Regions from separate parts of the Mus musculus genome. Here all the other regions are linked to region 2. The links are chromatin contacts, called in public HiCAR-type and promoter capture Hi-C maps. All regions are on one chromosome and are shown on one strand. Each heading gives the region's core, a stretch centred on a gene start, on an enhancer-like site or on the middle of the called end of the contact. The rest is flanking DNA. Distances are from core to core; before and after follow the strand shown. Region 1 overlaps Nlgn1 (neuroligin 1). Region 2 holds the start of A830092H15Rik (a long non-coding RNA gene). Region 3 holds the start of 1700125G22Rik (RIKEN cDNA 1700125G22 gene). Region 4 holds the start of Nceh1 (neutral cholesterol ester hydrolase 1).

Region 1 (2,700 bases), core at 88-2,587, 560 kb after region 2:
AAGTGGTAAAACAGAGGCAAGTCAGCCTCTTCCGCACATCATTGCTAATAAATATGTTTGCTTATGTTTTCCAAGTGAGGTGACAGTGAACGCACATAATGAGTGAATATTTGACAGGCGTATGCACTCATGTGCCAGCTAGCATTAGAGAAAGCACCAAAGAAAAATAAAGAAAAAAACATTTTATTGTTTAGTAGTTTGGAAACTTCATTTTCAATATCCAGTGAAATTTTGTCCCCATACACAGAGAGTTAAAATGGAACCAGGAGGTAAACATCAAACTACCTTTTTAGAAATGGGCAGATTTAAAATATCATTTCATAGTTTATTATATTCCCAAATTGATTCAGTTTCGAATGAATCCTGAATGAGCATATGGAGGGGAACACAATGTCACAGAGAATGGCCATTTGACGTCTGGCTGAAGCTGTTTGTATACAGCTGCCAGGAAGTCAGTAGTAACCTCAGCTGCTGAATAGAAACGTGGCTCTATGGTGGGGATGCTGTGAGAATCGGCTTCACACTCCTCAGCCTCTGAAGTTGAGCATGTCCGTCCATGATCCGGAATAGAGGCTCTGTAGCAGGCTAAGCTGGAAAGGGGAACTCCTGATTCAGTCTGTCAGTGTCTCCAGCATCAGATTCTGCTGGCAAAGGTGGAACCCTCCTCTGTTTTTAGTGACCGATTTAACATTGGGTAACATCTTCTCCCTTCATTTTAAACCTGTATTTGAACGATTTATATTTATGTCTTTCTTTTTGCCCTTGCTCAACCATTAGCTCCTTGAAGATGTGTTTATGCCAATTCATAAGAGTTACGTAGAGTTAGTGTCCAGAAATGATTATGCGGATAAATGGTTCATAATAAAGAGACGAACTTTAAGCAATGTTTTTATTTTAATCAAAGATTTTTATTTGTTCTCCCTAGCTGGAGTACTTTGGATAACTTTATATCTGACGAACTTGGATGGTGTAGAGAAATGAGACAGAGGCCACTTTCTGAATAATTTAGGTTCTTAAGCTCCCTTTACCTGGTATTAAATGGAAATTTGATTGGATTGCTTTCATCCAATCTGGGCCTCATTTGACCTGATTTGAAAGTCAATAACACAGTCTGATAGAAGGCTCTAATCCATGCCTCTTCTGCTTGATTTCACAAACCTTTGGAAATACTTTTAGAAAAGAAGGTATTTTCCATCATGTCTGGGGCTCCCTTTGGAGGACAGGTGGGGAACAGGAACCAGAAACTGCGCTCCCTGGTGTCCTTGGTTGCATCTGTACCGCGACTGGCATTTCCTCCCACACCTTCTACTAACAAATGCATTTTCTTGATGTGGGTGTAAACCTAATTTCCCTGTACATAATGCTCTTGCCTCCAGAGTGTGCAGAGCTGGCTGGAATCTGCACTAAGTGGTTCGGGAATAAAGGCTTTTCTTGTCATTATTTGCACAGTCTGTAGTATTCAGCTGCCAACCCATGCCATATTATTTGTGTGATGCTTGGTGACAGTCTGTGTTGAGTTTCAGCTATGATTCTTGACATAATTTAATGAGCTGGAATGCCATTTTCCCCTGTAAAAAATATGCACATATTTTCAATGCCAGCGCAACATTGTTTATTTTACACATACATTATTTTTTCTGAATGCAAATTTTCTACTCTTAACAAATATTAACATGAGATGTTCAGTATATAAAAAGCACTCTTTCTCCTACTTGCTTTTAGAAGCAGTTTAGTCTTCAGCATAATTGAGGACAAAAATGTGCCTACTTGCCTGCACAAGGCTTGCCTCTGTCCTACTCATCCTAATTAGCTTTTAACAAGCTGTCAGTCTCTACCCTCTATGTTGCATTTGTGAAAAGGGGGCCAGGATGGTTGCAGTCACCCTGTGCAAGCAGTCTGGGCTTCTTAAAGAAGGCATCTCCCAGCTGACAGGGTGACCCTAAGCACCACCACTTTGAGTCAAACACAATATGGTTTCTGCCTAGTGTCACACACAGATGCTTAGTTCATATTTCTGCATTCTTATCTGCTGCTCTTTCATTAGAGATGAGGTTGGCTTTTGGACCCATGCGTACCTGTACACTGATTGTCCTTGATACAACGGGGAAAATCCTATTTAATATTTTTCTTTTTTTAATTCTGTTATTTAAAAGATATGTTTACATTTCCTGTTCTTAATAATTTAATTCATATACTTCAACTCGTATTAAATGATTAAAAAGTTACCTGGTAGCTGGGCGGTGGTGGTGCATTCCTTTAATCCTAGCACTTGGTAGGCAGAGGCAGACAGATTTCTGAGTTTGAGGCCAGCCTGATCTACAGAGTGAGTTCTAGGACAGCCATGGCTACACCACAGAGAAATCCTGTCTTGAAAAGCCAATAAATAAATAAATAAATAAATAAATAAAATAAAAAAGGTTACCTGGTGAACTGAAATCACTTGTTAATGCATAGTATGTTATTGCTTTTCCTTTAGGTTTTGTCCAAGGCTTGCATAAGGTTGTGCACGTCTTTATGTTTTTGTATCTACACACAGTTAGTTAGTTTCTTTATAGATTATGTATGTGTATATATATACATACATACCCTTACTTTTGTGGAATAAAATTCTTAAATTGTCACTTTCCTATAAAATGAAACTTTTTAACTGACTTAGCACCTTGAACATGTGTTTAAGAGGAATTCTCTAGAGACAGATGA
Region 2 (2,700 bases), core at 173-2,672:
TGTGTGTGTGTGTGTGTGCCTGTCTACAGGTAGCAGCGGCAGCGGCGGGGACGCGAGCAGGGGACCCATCTGGAGCTACCGCTCCGCCTAGGATTTTCTGTGGCGATTGCTCATTTGGCTGACGGATCCGTGGTTCCCAGAAAAACCTCATCTTCTCCGTTTCTACTCTCCTTTAGGCGTCTCCAGTTTCAAGTGTGTGTTTAGGGATAATTTCATATTTTTCTTTTTCTTCCTCTTCCTCCAAAGCTTCTCAGGAATTCTGGCACGAAATCCTTGGATACATTTGCTCTGCCAAGTTTTGCTGCTCCAGCCCCCTCCCTCCTCCAGAGGCTTCTGGGGTGCTCTTCTTTTGGATTTACATGCAAAGAACCTATATATGTTTATATATCGGTCGGGTAGCTTATGATACATTTACGTGCGTCTCAAAGCTTGGTTTTCATCTTCTTCTCCTCAACACAGCGAAATGTTCCAGAGCTGATGAGCACAGAGACCATTATTCACATTCTTTTGATCCTGGTTTGGAACAAGGGGAGGGAGAGTGAAGAACTGTTTAACGTTCTGCCATCCTTAGGCTGAACGCTAGGCACCAAGAAGTATTTCTGGTTGCAGAGCAGGTACAACGGGGGCTTAGAGAGAAGGTAAGGGGGCCTCTTGAGTCTACTAGGCATGGCATTTACCTCAGTCCTAGGGACTGCTGATAACTTCCTGCTGGCTTCTACCTGCCCTCACCTTTTCCACCAACCCTACCCCATCCCTGTTCTCTACCTTGCTCCACCCTTTTCCAAAATCCCCGGGGCCCAGGAGGAGGGATCGGGTGCTGGGGAGGGTGACTGTGTTAAAGATGTGATAGTCCATTACAGTTTAAATGTGTCTTGTATTCCCCCACTTGATTGAGTTTCCCAGTACCTGCCTCTGTCTTTTAGCGGTTTAAAATACATTTTGTCCTTTATACAACAACAGTAACAAAAACAACAACAACAACAACTACAACAAAATGCTATGTCGATCAGATCAATGTTTTAAACACATCTTGGTGTTAAGTCTCCACTACTATCTTCTGATGAAAATAAAAACAATAAAAATTAATGAACTTTAATGAGCTGGGTGGTTTCTTCAATACTAGGTTTCATAGAATCTCCAAAATGCAGATAAACAGCAAGGAGGACAGTGGGCTTCAGCTCCTGTAAATTCCAGTTGTGTCACAGGGAGGGCAAATCCCCAGAGTTGAGAGAGAGGGAGCTAAGTCTAGCATAAGAAGACCTACGCGGCCAGCGAGTTTTTTAAAACCCACCTTTTACACTGCATCCAGTCCTCGATTAACTCCTGCTCTGGGGATGCGTTAACCGAACAGACCTTTTGATGGAGAAGTGGGCTCTTCTCTCTGTTCCTGGTCTTCAGCCAGCCTCCTTCCTCCCCCTCTGCCTGTCTGGCCCTGGCACTTTGCAAATCGCCGGTTTTGCGCACCCTCGCGGTGGGCGTTCTCCACGTTGCATCCTGCCCCCTCGGTCCTTCTTCCAGCGGGGTGGCCGAGTACATGCATCTTTCTCGGGGGGCTCGCTCGCACACGCCCTCTCCCGCAGCCCGCGACTCCCCACCTGCCCCGGCTCGCCTTAGCCTCTCTTCTCCTTCGGGTGCATCCCTGACCCTGGCATCCCTTCATCCCGGCCTGCTAGGGTTCGGAGCGTCGGGACGCGGCTGTGGCGGCGGTGCGGAGCTGGTGTGGGAAGCCAAGGCAGGAAAGGCGAACCCGAGTGGGTGGTGAGAGGCCAACCGAGTCCGTGGGAGCCAGGGAAGCCGAGAGGAGTGAGACACTGAGTGTGCGCTGCGCGCTGCCCTGGTCGGGGCGGACTCGTGCGGAGGCTCCTAGTCTTCCGAGCGGCGCCCCAGCCTCTGCAGTGAGCCTGCTTGGGTGCGCCTTGGGACCCAGGCACCCAGATCCCGGAGGTCGGCGGAGAGGTACCCGAGAAAGGCAGTGATTCTGAGAGTCCGCGGAGGGGAGACGCGGAGGCTGAGCGGATGGAGGAACAATGCCGCCTCCAGAAGCAAAGCCTTTCTTGAGCCTTGGCTGGAGTGTGGAGTCGGCTCTCTGCTCTGCTCTCTCCAGGCCTTGAGGCTACTTCTGGGCTTGGTTCCGCCTCTTAGTTTGACAGGAATTAGAAAGTTGCTCTTCTTCTCTACAAGGTTTCCTTTGAAGTGGCTTTCCGATCTGCGTGCTGGTTCAAGTCAAGATGTCACTTTCTGGATCCCCCGCGAGGAGCGACTAATAGATTATGCATTGTTGGGCAATAAACTCTCCTGGGAAGAGAGGGTAGTCCACCCCAAGGTTTAAACGGTTCGCCACTGACTCCTGCCAGCCTCAGCACAATGCCTTGTGAGTAGACATAATATTAAAGCAACCTGCAGTAAATTTTAAATTATTTAGGATGAGGTTTTTGAACGAGGAATAATTTATTCCGGAGGAAGCAGTTAGGCTGTTATTGGAATGAGGGAAATATGTCCCATATTTGATTCATTTGTGATTATTCTAATGAGCTCTGGCCTGTACCACTGTTTTCTCTTTCTCTCTCTCTCTCTCTCTCTCTCTCTCTCTCTCTCTCTCTCTCTCTCTCTCTCTCTCTCTCTCTCTCTCTCTCTCTCTCTCTCTTTTTCCTTCCATTTCTAGGGCCTTAGTGGTAGACATAGGGCTGGGGAAATGTGAAT
Region 3 (2,700 bases), core at 180-2,679, 820 kb before region 2:
CCCCTCTCTGTGGTGATGGGATTACATCATTCCTCCCAGCCCCCAACTCTGACAGGCTGTGTCTATCCCTTATTCATGCTTTCCCCCAAGCAAATACTTTCTTACACTTAATACAGATTTGCCGAGTAAATAACAACCTGCAGGTGAAGATAGTATCTCTTGTTCATTTCTCACCAAAGGGCTGCCCTCGCTGTAAGAGGCTAAGCTAGCCTTCCTGCACTGCAATCCTACACTCTCACCCAACAGACTGGGAAGCTAGCTCTCCTCGGGCAGGGCACAAAGGAGGCGGCTGCCTTCTACTTTAGTGAGGAGAATGCTTGGAATGCCAGACACACCCCAGTTTAAATTGCAAGCACACTTCTCTGGGCAAGGTCCAGGCCGATTTTTCCTTTCTTCCACTCCAAAGGCTAGTGCGGAATTCTAGTGATTGGCAGGCCATAGATACTGGTAGGCAAAAAACCCTAAAAACCAACCAACCAGACAGACAAAACTATAGATTGTTTTACTCATTCTATGAACTCACCGTAGACTTGTCGAACTGCTTAGGCTGTCAAGAAGTTCTTTTGGTTTTAAAGTAGATTTTGGGCTTAAAGTGAGTTGGCTCAGTGGTTTAAAGCGTTTGTTTCTCACACATAGGCCGTGAGTTTGATTTCCAGCACCCACCTGGTGGTTCATCATTCTCTGTAATTCCAGTCTCTGGGGATCTGGCCTCCTCCTATGTCCAAGGACAGCAGGCACTCACAAATGCACATACGTTCAGGAAAAAATAATATGTATAGGCAAAAAGACACATAAAATTTATCAATCTAAATTTCAAAAGTGCTTTAAAAACCTCTTAATGAGATTTGGGGCCTAGCAACCGATCCAAACACTTGGTAAGGTTTTGAAAGTGAAAAATAATTGTTTTGAGTCCTGGTCTCCTATAGCCTAGGCTGGTCTTGTCCTCCTTAGTACAGGCTTTGAGACCACACCCAGCTAGAAGTGTATGCCTAGGCGACTGTATTATAGAACATTCCATCTAGAAACAAATTTCAAAATAGCAATACTGATCCCAGGGGTAAAACAATCCCTTCTTTTCTAGACTTCCAAGCACAGTCACTAACATTCCTAAGCTGGGAGTTGGGGTGGGGAGGGAGCAACCCACCCAGAAGCAGTTTTGCTTCAGGAGATTCTAAAATCTCCTTATACACTTTTTTATATTAATTACTCAGATGCAAGCTTGTCTTCAAAAATAAAATCTGGTTAGTAGTAAGAGCGGATCGGTTTGCGGTGCTTGGTACTTTTTCTTGAAGTTGGAGGTGATGGCAGAGAGACCGTTCATCAGGAACTGGGCTGTTTACGGAGTAAACAAGCGGTAACCACAGAAACACCTGCTGCATCCAGAGGCGCTGCAGAGCCACGCCTCCTCAAGCCCACATCCGGGCACTCCGCCGACGTTCGCACGCTCCAGCCGTTTACCGGATTTGAAACACACTCACAACCAATCAGCCGGCGCCTCCCGAAGGCAGACGTTGGGATTGACCAATCGGCAGTCCGCCCGAGGTTCCAGCCTATCAAAAGGAGGTTGACAGAGCGCGCCAATCAGCATGGCTCTTAGAGAGAGCGACTGGATTTTTTTGAATCGGAGGCGGCAGCCTCTCTCGAGCCATGGCGGCGCCTGTGAGGGGGAGACTTAGTGTTTGAGAAGGATAAGCGAGGACTGCGCCGTCGTGGTTCCTTTTTAAAATCTCTGAGCGTGGTGAGGACTGCGGGGTGAGTGGGGGACGGGAAGGGATTCGGGAACCCGGAACTGAGCACGGGCCGTGGCGACCAAGGCCGGCGCCCCCGCCGCGGTGAGCTCCCACGGCTGCGTACCTGTCTGTCCCGCTCCCCTCCATCCTCCTTCCCCACATCCGCCTCCTGTCCTGCCCTCTGCTCTCGTCCCGGCCCTTCCTTGCGGGAGGCTGGGCTCTCTATCTATTCTGCTTCTGTCCGGCGCCTCAGGGTGAAGGGCGCAGTTGGGACCGGGATTTTGGCCTCCCGCCCGCCCGCCGCAGCCCCGAGCTGCCTTGATTGTTTTGTGGTTTCCCTCTGGAATTCCTGTAGAATTCCGATTTTCAATTTTTAAAAATATAAAACACAGGCCGCCCCGCCCCTTCCTGGCCACAGATGTGTGTGGTTAGCGGTTAACTTAGCTCCCTCAGTTAGACCCGGCTAGGAGTCGCTGTGTGAGCAACTTCCTTAGCCACAAACTGGATATGACAGTGACATTTGTCTTTTAGGATGGCTGCAAGCGTTAAAAAGTGGCAAGGGAAAGATTTAAGATAGTGACTAAAATATTGAGCTCTAAGTAAATGAGAATCGCTAATTGCACTGTTATCAATAACGTATACACTATTGTAGTTTGGGTTCCTTACTCTGGTGTGACGTGTTTATGGAAAAAAAAAAGGTTTATTTAAAAGAAAAGCTGAAATGACTATTTGTTTAAAAGAATCCATGTGTTTGTGAGACAAGATCTCAGGTACCCCAGCATAGACTTGAATTGTGGAGCCTAGGGTGACAAGGAACTCTGTCTGCCTCTACCCCCTCTTCTGGGTGCTCGGATTACAGGTGTACTTTCACCTTACCTGGTTTCTGAGGTGCCCGCGGATGACTTCATGCACACTGACTGCAGCTGAGTCACATCCCGAGTCAAAGATAGATTGTTTTTATGATCACGAT
Region 4 (2,700 bases), core at 108-2,607, 850 kb before region 2:
AGGCTAGCCTGGTCTACAGAGCAAGTTCCAGTATAGCCAGGGTTATAAAGAAACTTTGTCTTGAAAAAACAAAACAAACAGTATTAAGGCTCAGTGTTGGGCAGAGGTGGAGGGTGGCTTGATTGTGGAGAAGCGCTGGGAACCTGCATATCTCTGACTACTCAAAAATACGATGCAGTCATGGCGTTCAGCCTTAGCTGCAGACTGCGCTTCTGATACTAAAAGCAATCCTCCTATCATGGAATAAACCAATGACACTGTCCTCCCCACGGGGGAGCAATGTGCAGGAGCAGGATACAGTGCAGAGAAATGCCACCCTGCAGGTTAAAAGAAGGCCACACCGCTCCGGCTCAGGCCAAGGTTATCTCCCAGACATCGAAGGACGCAAAACAAATGCCACAAGAAAACAGCCTTCAAACAGGGACCGTTACAGCCCTCCGGGATTGCTAGTCTCCCGGCCTTCTTTTCTTCCGCTGAGCTGAGAAATGCCAGGGAGAGAACCGAAGGTCAGAGCGGTTCCTCCTAGCCTGCGATCCCCAGAAGGAGCGCTAAGGCCTGGGGACGTTAGGAGACTGCCTGTGCCCGCTTCTGCTCACCGGTGAATCACAATCCCCTTAGCAAAAAAAAAAAAAATTAACTCCTCCTTTGCAAGCCAGTGGGACAACAGAGGTGGGGGCGAGGTGGTTTATAAATTACCAAAGGCTCTGGCTCAAGACACAGCGAACCAAGAAAGCAGGGGAGCTAATTAGGTCCTAGGAAAGGTTAAACAGCTGTCAGAGACGCCAGGCGAGGAGAACTTCACCTGTTTCCACTCCTATCTGCCTGTGGACTTCAAGGATGCGAACAGGACATCCTCGGTGCCCGGGCTAGGGGTCCTGGGGAATCGTGCACTCTGAGAAAACATGGGTGACACCGGGTGCCCCCACTGCATTACACGGATGCAAACACGACACCCTCAGACCCCAGAGATCAGAAGAAGCAGGGAGAGGCAGATGCGCGTTCACGGAAACACGGGATATCCCTATTGCAGGACAAGGATGCAAATGTGACATCCTCAAAGGGCCCATGGGCAACCGGGATAAGCGATGGGGGTTTCGTTTAGAGGAGCAAGGACGAGACGGGGCATCCCCTTTCGCTCTGCTCACCACTTGCTGCGCGCCGCGGAAAGTGGCGTCCAGCAGCATCAGTTTCCAGGGGTCGGACACCGCGCTGGGCAGTGGGATGTACACGTAGTAGGCAGCCAGAGCCAGCAGAGCGGCCAGTAGGACGCATGACGACCTCATTGTCCCCAGGCCGGGCTGTCCGGAGCTGACCGCGGTACGGTGCGATGCTACCCGGAGAAGACCAGCAAGTTTCTGCCAGCCGCAGCTGCTGTTTCACGTGTTCCTCCTCAGGCTGCGAGCCAATCACAGGCTGCGTCGGGAGGAAGTGGGAGCGCGGATGTGCCCCCTCCGCGGTGTCCTTGCGAATAGCTGCGGGCTCGCCAGGTTGCAGGAAGCAGGGTGGTGCAGCCCGGAGGACACACAGCAACCAGCAACCCCTGGCGGACACTGTGAGTATGACTGCCTGCGATGCCAAGCTGCCTCTGAAGGTGTGGCAAAAGGGGTTCCGGGTCAGCCTGAGCTACCAGAAATAGTATCAGAAGAAAAACTAACAGTAACAAACAAACAATAAATCCGTTGGGTTTGGCACACTTAACTGTTATCCTTGGTCTTGAAAGGAGGAGACAGGATGAAGGCCAAGGTCATCTTGGACTGCATAACAAGTTTGAGTCCATACTGGGCTAGATGAGAAACCCTGCCTCAAGAAAACCAAAGTATCAGACAAACAAGCAAATAGAAAACTCAGATAGTTGCACTGTGCAACTTTCAAAGAATATAAAGCATCTGATCAAAACAAAGAGACTACTGCAAAAGATACCAAAACTCCTCTCGAGAGAAACACTTGATAAAGTCAGTAAGCGGTTTAAAAAGAGAGTTTCTGGCATGGTGGTGCACACAGCCTGGTTCACATTGTGAGTTCTAAGCCACCCATGGCTATATGGGGGGCATTGCACAACAAACACACAGATACACATACACACACACACACACACACACAGAGAGAGAGAGAGAGAGAGAGAGAGAGAGAGAGAGAGAGAACTAATACCTGATTTCTCATAGCTCATGCAATAAGGCCAGTGTTGGCTTCCAAATGCCCTCAGCTGGGCCTGGTGATAGCACCTGTAATCTCAGAATTGGGAAGGTGGAAACAGGAGGACCAGGATTTTGAAGCCAACCTGGGTTATATGAAACCTTGCTGGAAAAAAAAAATAATAGAAAAAAGGTCTGGGAATTCAGTTCAATGACAGAGTGCTTCTCCCCCCCCACACACACAAAGCCCTGGGGTTACTTCTCAGCACCATATATAATCAGTAAAGCAAAGATCTTATCGTAAACTGTTTGTTTTTAATTATGTGATGTGTGTATCTCTGTGTGGAAATGTGCACAGGAGAGCAAGTGTTTGTGGATGCCAGAAGAGAGCACGGGATTCCCTGGATCCTGAGCGGCCTGACATGGGCGCAGGGAACTGGACTCTGGTCCTTCGCAAAACCTTTGAAAAGTGAACACTTAGCTACCAAGCCATTTCTCCACCGCCAAGTGGCTGCTGTTGTTTTAAGAAACTACAGTGATTCTTGATGCTTCCTTCATAGCTTGGAAA

The links. Promoter capture Hi-C pulls out the DNA fragments that hold promoters and counts their contacts. HiCAR-type assays count read pairs that join an accessible place to other places.
Region 1: a promoter capture Hi-C map of hippocampal neurons shows a contact between it and region 2, with 4 times the contacts expected there. The contact joins the enhancer-like site here to the promoter of A830092H15Rik in region 2. A contact is called at or near these places in 3 of 39 promoter capture datasets (embryonic stem cells, hippocampal neurons and stem cell-derived epiblast-like cells), 1 of 484 Hi-C or Micro-C datasets (the G1E-ER4 cell line), 1 of 115 datasets of contacts at active chromatin or transcription factors (neural progenitor cells) and 1 of 9 other capture datasets (adipose tissue).
Region 3: a promoter capture Hi-C map of hippocampal neurons shows a contact between it and region 2, with 6 times the contacts expected there. The contact joins the promoter of 1700125G22Rik here to the promoter of A830092H15Rik in region 2. A contact is called at or near these places in 3 of 39 promoter capture datasets (cranial neural crest, embryonic stem cells and hippocampal neurons) and 1 of 115 datasets of contacts at active chromatin or transcription factors (astrocytes).
Region 4: a HiCAR-type map of astrocytes shows a contact between it and region 2, with 3 times the contacts expected there. The contact joins the promoter of Nceh1 here to the promoter of A830092H15Rik in region 2. A contact is called at or near these places in 1 of 39 promoter capture datasets (hippocampal neurons) and 1 of 115 datasets of contacts at active chromatin or transcription factors (astrocytes).

The regions. Positions count from the first base shown.
Region 1 is chr3:25,772,793-25,775,492 of GRCm38.p6, reverse strand. All of the region lies in intron 3 of Nlgn1 (neuroligin 1), which reads left to right. Among named protein-coding and RNA genes, the nearest start is that of Nlgn1, 380 kb to the left of the region's middle. Within about 2 kb of position 1,337, at least 32 of the 459 cell types and tissues checked have an H3K27ac peak or open chromatin away from gene starts, as enhancers often do. A contact at or near this core is called in hippocampal neurons and neural progenitor cells, where this site is marked.
Region 2 is chr3:26,330,675-26,333,374 of GRCm38.p6, reverse strand. A830092H15Rik (a long non-coding RNA gene) reads right to left here and starts at 1,422. Exons shown (of 2, transcript XR_389623.4): 1 at 1,292-1,422; 2 at 1-513. It also overlaps a transcript of Nlgn1 not described here.
Region 3 is chr3:27,152,755-27,155,454 of GRCm38.p6, reverse strand. 1700125G22Rik (RIKEN cDNA 1700125G22 gene) reads right to left here and starts at 1,429. Exons shown (of 3, transcript NR_040548.1): 1 at 1,145-1,429; 2 at 524-715. It overlaps Ect2 (ect2 oncogene), which reads left to right and starts at 1,577. Exons shown (of 24, transcript NM_001177626.1): 1 at 1,577-1,752.
Region 4 is chr3:27,181,661-27,184,360 of GRCm38.p6, reverse strand. Nceh1 (neutral cholesterol ester hydrolase 1) reads right to left here and starts at 1,357. Exons shown (of 5, transcript NM_178772.3): 1 at 1,146-1,357. The coding sequence starts at 1,283.